Linked DNA regions of Capsicum annuum: region 2 is linked to region 1. Evidence: chromatin contacts called from public Hi-C data. All regions are on one chromosome and are shown on one strand. Each heading gives the region's core, a stretch centred on a gene start, on an enhancer-like site or on the middle of the called end of the contact. The rest is flanking DNA. Distances are from core to core; before and after follow the strand shown. Region 1 holds the start of LOC107859956 (SCARECROW-LIKE protein 7). Region 2 has its middle 13 kb from the start of LOC107859955.

Region 1 (3,865 bases), core at 845-3,344:
ACTCCCTTCGTTCTTTCACAGCCCCCACTCCACCCCATCCCTATTCCTTTTACTTCTTCATTAGACAGCAGCCCCGTCTCATCCCCTCCTTCTTCTTCTTCTTCTTCTTCTTCTTCTTCTTCTTCTTCTTCTTCTTCTTTTTCTTTTTTCACATAAAAGCACCACTTTTTCTATTTCTTTCACCATTTCCACAAGCTTTTTCAATGAATTTTTTCTTCATCAAATGCAAAATTAACTTGAATTAGTTTGAGCAAATTAATTAATGAACTAAATACAAGTACATGATCACAAAAACTCATCAATACACAAAATCTCAAATCCAAATTCTTTCACATTAACCAAAACCCAAAATTCCAAAACTCCTAAATTTTTAATTTCTTTCTCAAAAATGTCAACAGAAATGGCATAAACAGTCCGAAATTCGAAAATGGTATAGATGATATTCGGATGACATGAAATTTTTGGTTAAGAATCAAACTTGTTCATCAATCTTGAACCCTTTTTTATTGTCAAAAAATAAAATTTTGGATTAATTAGGACTTGATAGGAAGAGAATTACGAAAAAACGGGGTGGGGGTATGAAGAAGATGAAGAAATAGAGTGTTGGAGATGGGGTGGGCGTGGGCGTGGGCGTGCGGGTGGGGAAGGAGAATGCTGAAGAAGATGAAAATGTCTTCTATGAAGACATTTTTCTTTTAATGTTATATATATACATATATATGTATGTATGTATGTATAATAATAATAATAATAATAATAATAATAATAATAATAATAATAATAGCAATAAAGTGGTCTTTAAAAAAAATAAAAAAATTCACTCACTTTTTTTTTGTCATATCAGCTATAGGGACGAATTTAATTCATTTGAAAGTTGTTAAAGAGTAAATAAATGAAAATTAAGTTTAAAGGATAAAGTGAATTGTGACGACAAGTTCGGGGAAAAAATGTCTTTTCTCTTCACATAATCATTACATGGTAAAAAACTTTATTTTGAACTTTTTCTTTAATTTTCATCAAACCCCAACTACCATCACAATTCTTCTTTTTTATATTTAAATTTTTCTTCATTAAAATGCACCTCAAGTTTGAACATAATTTTTAAATCATTTTATTTAATTTTTATATTTCTTAACCTCGATTATTTTGATAGGCATTTTATAGATGAATTTCTGACAATGTGAAAATTTTATGATAGAACGACAATTCTAAAAGATGTTTTAATTAGAATCTCCCACATTAAATAAACCATAAATTAAAATGAAGGAGATTATTATTGATTATTTTATCAAAGATTTTTGGGTTAAAACCCTTTCATTTCCATTAACCAAAGCGCTGTGTTGGGAAATTCGGAGAGAATTATGAGGAGTTGGAGGAAAAATTATGAATATGTGAGAAAGTTCCTAGGATGATTTATCTGTATAGAATTGTTTTTAGTCGGTTTGTTTCTAAAATAATTTTTGTAATTTTAAATATTCTCATGAATGTCATACAAATAATACTTACATTGAAAGACAAGTTCAATTAATGGCATAATATATAAATAAGACTTTTAACTTGATATTAAATTATAATTATCATCTTTAACTTTATAAGTACACAATTAGATCCTTTAACTATACAAAAACTGAAAAAAAAAATACTTCAATTCTATCTGGCAAAATACGTGTATACATTCAAAACCACGCGTGTCAAAATTAGAATTGAAGTATTTTTTTGTTCAATTTTTGTATAGCTAAAGAGCTTATTTGTTCACTGACAAAGTTAAAGATTATAGTTATAATATGTTTTTTTTATTAGGTGGCATTTGAGTGGATCTACGTGGGAGCGATTGAATTTCACGCATGTAAGTAACAGAATTGGAGTGTTTTTTTGTTCAGTTTTTATATAGTTAAAGGGCCTACTTGTACACTGATAAAGTTAAAAATCATAATTATAATTTGATGTCAAGTTAAAATCCCGTTTATGAATTATGCTTTAATTAAACTACGAACGAATACACGCTAGTTGGATATAATAAGATAGAATATTTTAAAATTCATTTATTCAGGTATAAAAGTGTTTTAAACACAAAATAATATAATTTAAAAAATAAAATACAATAATCTGCGTCAAGTGTTTCGAAACACTTTCATCTTTTCCCTTTTGTTACCTTATTACAAAAATAAAATTAAAAATAGTGTGACAGATGGAGTTACTTTAAACAAAACTTTTGTCCTCCTTGTAAGGCTGAGCTTTCGTCAATTAAAGCTAAGCACTTCCCACACCACACTAAACCCCCCCTTTTCCACTCCCTCTCTCTCTCTCTCTCTCCCTCTTCTTGGGGCTACTGTGTTAGTAGTCCACTCAAAACTTGCTCACCAATTTGTAATGTGTAAAAAGTAGTGTAACTTAGCAAGATTTGGTGTGGAGAATGGCCTATATGTGTACTGACAGTGGAAATCTAATGGCAATTGCTCAACAAGTCATTAAGCAAAAACAGCAGCAAGAGCAGCTTCAACAGCAAGAACAGCAGCAACATCAGCAGCAATTCTTGGGTGTTAATCCTCTGTGTATGAACCCATGGACTACCTCTCATCAGAGCTTGACTAATAGCCCCACCACTTTAGGGTATGGACTTACCGGGTCAGGTTTTGCTGACCCATTTCAGGTTGCCGGTGGACCGGATGGTGGTGAACCGGGATTTCAGTTCCCGAACTTGGAACACCATTCGACCGGGTTTAGGTTTGCTGATTTCGGCGGTGGACCGGGTGGTGAGTTTGACTCGGATGAGTGGATGGAGAGTTTGATGGGCGGTGGAGATTCTGCTGGAAGTTCCAATCTTCAATCTGGTTGCGACGCGTGGCAGACGAGTTCCGAATTCACTACCCTCTACGGAGATCCCTTCTCCAGTTGTCCCAATCGACTCAGTACTGGCTCTTCTCCTCCTCCGCCTCCCCCTCCGCCTCCTTCCGATCTCATTTTTTCCGAAACCCAGAAAAATCTAAGCTCACTACAACCACAAACATCTCAGTGGGTCCCACCATCTTCTTCTCCTCTTCCAGTGGTTCAACTTCCCTGTAAAGAATCCAAAGTGGTATCAGTGAAGAATCCAGTTGATGTGCCCTGTAGTTCCCCTGAAAGTTTCACGTCAAACCCATTGTTGAAATCCTTGGTGGAATGTGCGAGACTCGCTGATTCAGAGCCTGAAAATGCAGCAAAATCTTTGATTCGACTAAAGGAATCAGTTTCCCAACAAGGAGATCCAACAGAGCGAGTTGGGTTCTATTTCTTGGAAGCTCTTTACAATAGGCTGTCGGAGTTTCAAGAACAGAAAACCCCGACAATCTTTTGTACTACTCCTGAGGAGCTTACTTTGTCTTACAAAGCGTATAACGATGCATGTCCGTACTCAAAGTTTGCTCATTTAACGGCTAATCAGGCTATTCTTGAAGCGACTGAAAAAGCAACGAGGATTCACATAGTAGATTTTGGAATTGTTCATGGTATTCAATGGGCTGCTTTTTTACAAGCTTTAGCTACTAGATCAGCTGGGAAACCAGTAAGTGTTAGAATCTCGGGCATTCCATCAGTGGTACTGGGTAACTCTCCGGCAGCTGCACTTTTAGCTACAGGGAATCGTCTTCGTGATTTCGCTAAGCTTCTGGATCTCAACTTTGAATTCGAGCCGATATTGACACCAGTTCAGGAGCTAGACGGGTCTAGTTTTCGAATTGACCCGGATGAAATCTTGGCAGTGAACTTCATGTTGCAGCTGTACAATTTACTGGATGAGTCAAATGTTGGTGTAAAAACTGCACTCAATCTTGCCAAGTCATTGAATCCGAGCATAGTGACGTTAGGCGAGTACGAGGTGAATTTGAAC
Region 2 (3,865 bases), core at 931-3,430, 39 kb before region 1:
AACTAATTAAGGCAAATAAAACAACATTTTGGGGACAGGAGGTGAGAAGTGAGTGATAATAATTCATTGCTAGAATAGAATTTGCTACTTTATTTCTTTTCATTGATAGAATTTCTACTTTTATGTGATAAGTGTAAGATGATCAATTCTGTCATTTCCTTTTTCCCATCAGAAAAACTAATAATAAAGAGCTTAATCTTTGAGATAAGGTTACATAAGTGGGTCTATTATTATCTCTTTAAAAAGAAGCTAAACTAAAGTTAAGATAAGTGAACCTAAGACCCATTTTTACCTTTTTGATTCCTTAATACTGTTTATTATTTCAAAAAATATGCAACAGTACTTTCCTTTCCTTTTTTTTTTTTTTTTTGGCTGTTTGTATTCGTCTCAATTAAGAAAACAAATCTAACAAGCATATGGGACCAAACATAATACTAGTACTATTGAACTTCTACTTTCTAAATGTTAGTAACTGGTAAGTCATAGTTTAGACGTTTCTACAATGTATAGATGGCCAAATTTTTTGAATATTCCTGTTGCTTGTAAATTTGAAAAACATGTGCAATCTTTCCTGTTGGTTTTAAATTTAAAATACATGTGCAACATAACTACTCTATTAGAAGACGAAAAAAAAAATGGCAAGCTGGCATTGGAAAGAAACAGCCCTCAACACTAGATCTCTCTCGTAGCAAATTAAAGCATGATCATTACAAGCAAGTACATAATTTTTTCTTGAATGAAGTTGCATGGGGTCAGTGGTCTAGATCTATATTATATTGTGCAGAAAATCAATCTCAAAATCGCCCCGGAATTGAAAGAATTAAATTTTATTAAAATAGTTTCATTAGCTTTCCGCAGTAGTAATTACTTATAAAATAAAGTTGTGATTTGTTTTAATTAGTGGATACTCTCATATACACAGTTTTTATAAGGTGTAGGTCTCTCAAAAATAACGAAGATATGAAAAGATTTCCTCGAAGGTAGTAGTATGGACAGGGTACATTTCATCCTCCCCAAACCCCATTATGTGGGAATACACTGAGATCTCCTCGAACTAGAGAGAAGTTCAAAGACAAAAGAGAGCATGAGCAAGCTAAGCCGCAGACGAGCCCCATAACTTCACATGATGTGGGATCATTTGGCATTAACAAACATGTAGTTAGCTATTATGGTTTGGAATTTCATCAAGCATGAGTTAGATATACTTAACTTTTAACTCACACGGTCTGAATATTGAATATGTGACTAGATATATACGATCAGAGTTGATAACAAAAGGTCTGAAGTATTGAAATATTATTGAACTAGTTCTAATATACGTTTGGGTTTTTACTTGTATGCAGCAACCCAGACTAAATGAGACTTTTCTCATTTGAAATAAAAGAACAAAAAACACACATATATAGGTTGTGATATGATGGTTGAGATCCTTTCGTTCTTAATTAGAGATCTCGATCGGGTTCGATTTCCTGAAATCGGAAAACGATCACGTTTCAAGTGCCATCCCCGAAGATGTGCCCAGGGCGAATCTGAAATTAGTCGGATTCCTACCGATTGAACACCATATGGAAACAAACAAAGAAGGAAAAAAGGTAGCGGGCATGCATGGGTGAATATAGAGTTGAAGGTGACCTTACATGCATTGTTAACTTGTCTTGTAAGAGTTTAATTTTCTAAGAAAATATGTTGGACCAATCATGCTTCCCTTCTCATATGTTATGTCATATTATCATCTATAGTCTCTGCCTAGACTTTCTTGCGTGCCTTATGTCCTCATAAAACCAGAGATCAGTCAGAGGCAGACTCTTAGCTTTAGCTTTCAAGCCAGCTCTTGACAGTGATCTCTGACCCAAAAAACAAAGCCACCACAATCCGGGGCTGATTTCTCCAGTGATCACTAAATTAACAATTACTGTATTACCTTAGAAAGTTTATATTTTTTCCAGAGTTTAATTTTTTCTCAAAGAAAAAGGTAATTATTTGAGATAATAATTATTAATTGAGTAATTATATACCAGAAGACTAGTACTCCTCAAATTATTAATATGTGTTTAAAACTTAAGAGGCACATCCTTTTCTTTGGTAGCTCGAAAAATTGATATGACGAAATTATATCATACAAATACTTTTCCATTGTACAAAGAGATTGGCCCTCCACACATTCTTAGCTTAATGAATATTTGTCTTTTCTTTTCTAACTTTGGAAGTGCATTGACTCCTCCAATATATTGCGCCATACACAAAAAAGGGTAACCATAAACAAGAAACATAAAATCAAATCAAGTATTATACCTACCAGCTGATCGATCTTATATATACATGAACAATACAAAACATACATATTTATAGAGTGTAAGTATTACTTATATTCTCAGGAAAGTGTATATATATATTAAGTTTGCATCCGTTATTATGAAGTTAGGGATGGAGTGTTAATGGTATTTCATGTTGGGTAAGTTCAACATACCTATGTATGACGAGTACGGGTGATCGATTATGTATGATTTGGGTTGAAGGCATGGTCGAACATACATGGGATGATCTAATTTATAACTTGATTGAGAAATAAAGTGAATATTATCAACCAATTATATTTTTTTGACATTGATGAAAAAAGCGTTTGACATAAATATCAAGACAAATTTCTTTTCCAATATTTAGGGACAATATCTCTTAGGGGGTAGGTGAGGTTGGGCAGGTGCGGACCTATGATCATTATTTTGATGCTCCAATATTCATTCAATTTGAAGCAGATTAGGTATAATTATATAAAAAATATATATTAATATAAAACTTAAAAAACACTCAATAAACAATAATGATATAGTTGGGTATTTTAATTTTCAATAAGAACCTTAATGTTTTGAAATTAATATTATATTTAAATTTTTCAAATATCCATAATCTTTAAATTCTGAATTCGTCATTGACACCGACTTTGGCTGTTATTATCAGTAGGGGCCTAGGCTTTGTAATGTAATCTCCCAGTCAAAAATATCATGTACCGTTACTTTCTCCCATAACGTGGTCCCCTATTTTTTTTTCCCTTACTTTCCTTTTTCGTCTTACGGCGATAGGGCCCACTGGTCCCTTAACGGGCCCCATAAACCGCCCTAAATGGAACGTAACCCAATTTAACGTTATCAGATTATCTCCCTTTTTTCCACAACTGTTTTTCTTTTTCCTTTTTTATTTTAAAAAACCTTTTATTTTTATTTTTATTCCCATCACCTTTAATTTTCACTTTTTTCCAGCCTCGAGCCACTGTTTGACCAATGGAAGTAGGACACCAGCTCAGAGCTGACTCATTTGCTGACGTGTTGACATGTTTGTACAACTTTATTTACTTTCTTGGTCAAAAATCTACTGAAATTTCACTCATAGCAGGCAAATCCAGTATCCAAAATTGAAATGGTTACACTGGCTCCAACTAGGAAACTGCACTTTGTTATGATACAAGCAAAAGGGGTCGTTTGGTAGGCCGCAGTAGGATAAATAATTCATGTATTAAGTCTGATATTAATTAATACTATATTTGATAAAATTTTGGATCAATATATTATTAATATAATGTATTAATTATACATCTTACATGATATATAAGGTGTATTACTAATACATCACAAATGGTGGTATTAGTAATATATGGATTTTAATATTATGGGATTAGTATGTGTAAAGATAAGAATATCCCTTAAATTCTTTTAAATATTTCTTTTATTTTCTTAATTTTATTTTTTATATTTTTACTAATAAATTTGTTCAAATAAATTAATTTACAAATTTTATTATTATTTATAAAAATGTCTTCAAATTTCTTTAATTTTTTTCTAAATCTTTTTCAATTTATTCATTACTTCTTTTC

The links. A called contact is a pair of places that touch in the nucleus more often than the background predicts.
Region 2: a Hi-C map of leaf shows a contact between it and region 1, with 7 times the contacts expected there. The contact joins the enhancer-like site here to the promoter of LOC107859956 in region 1. A contact is called at or near these places in 5 of 5 Hi-C or Micro-C datasets (bud, leaf, pericarp and 1 more).

What each region holds. Positions count from the first base shown.
Region 1 is chr2:140,674,110-140,677,974 of UCD10Xv1.1, reverse strand. LOC107859956 (SCARECROW-LIKE protein 7) reads left to right here and starts at 2,094. Exons shown (of 1, transcript XM_016705126.2): 1 at 2,094-3,865. The coding sequence starts at 2,414.
Region 2 is chr2:140,712,931-140,716,795 of UCD10Xv1.1, reverse strand. No RefSeq gene overlaps it. Among protein-coding and RNA genes, the nearest start is that of LOC107859955, 13 kb to the left of the region's middle. Within about 2 kb of position 2,180, at least 3 of the 5 cell types and tissues checked have an H3K27ac peak or open chromatin away from gene starts, as enhancers often do. A contact at or near this core is called in leaf and pericarp, where this site is marked.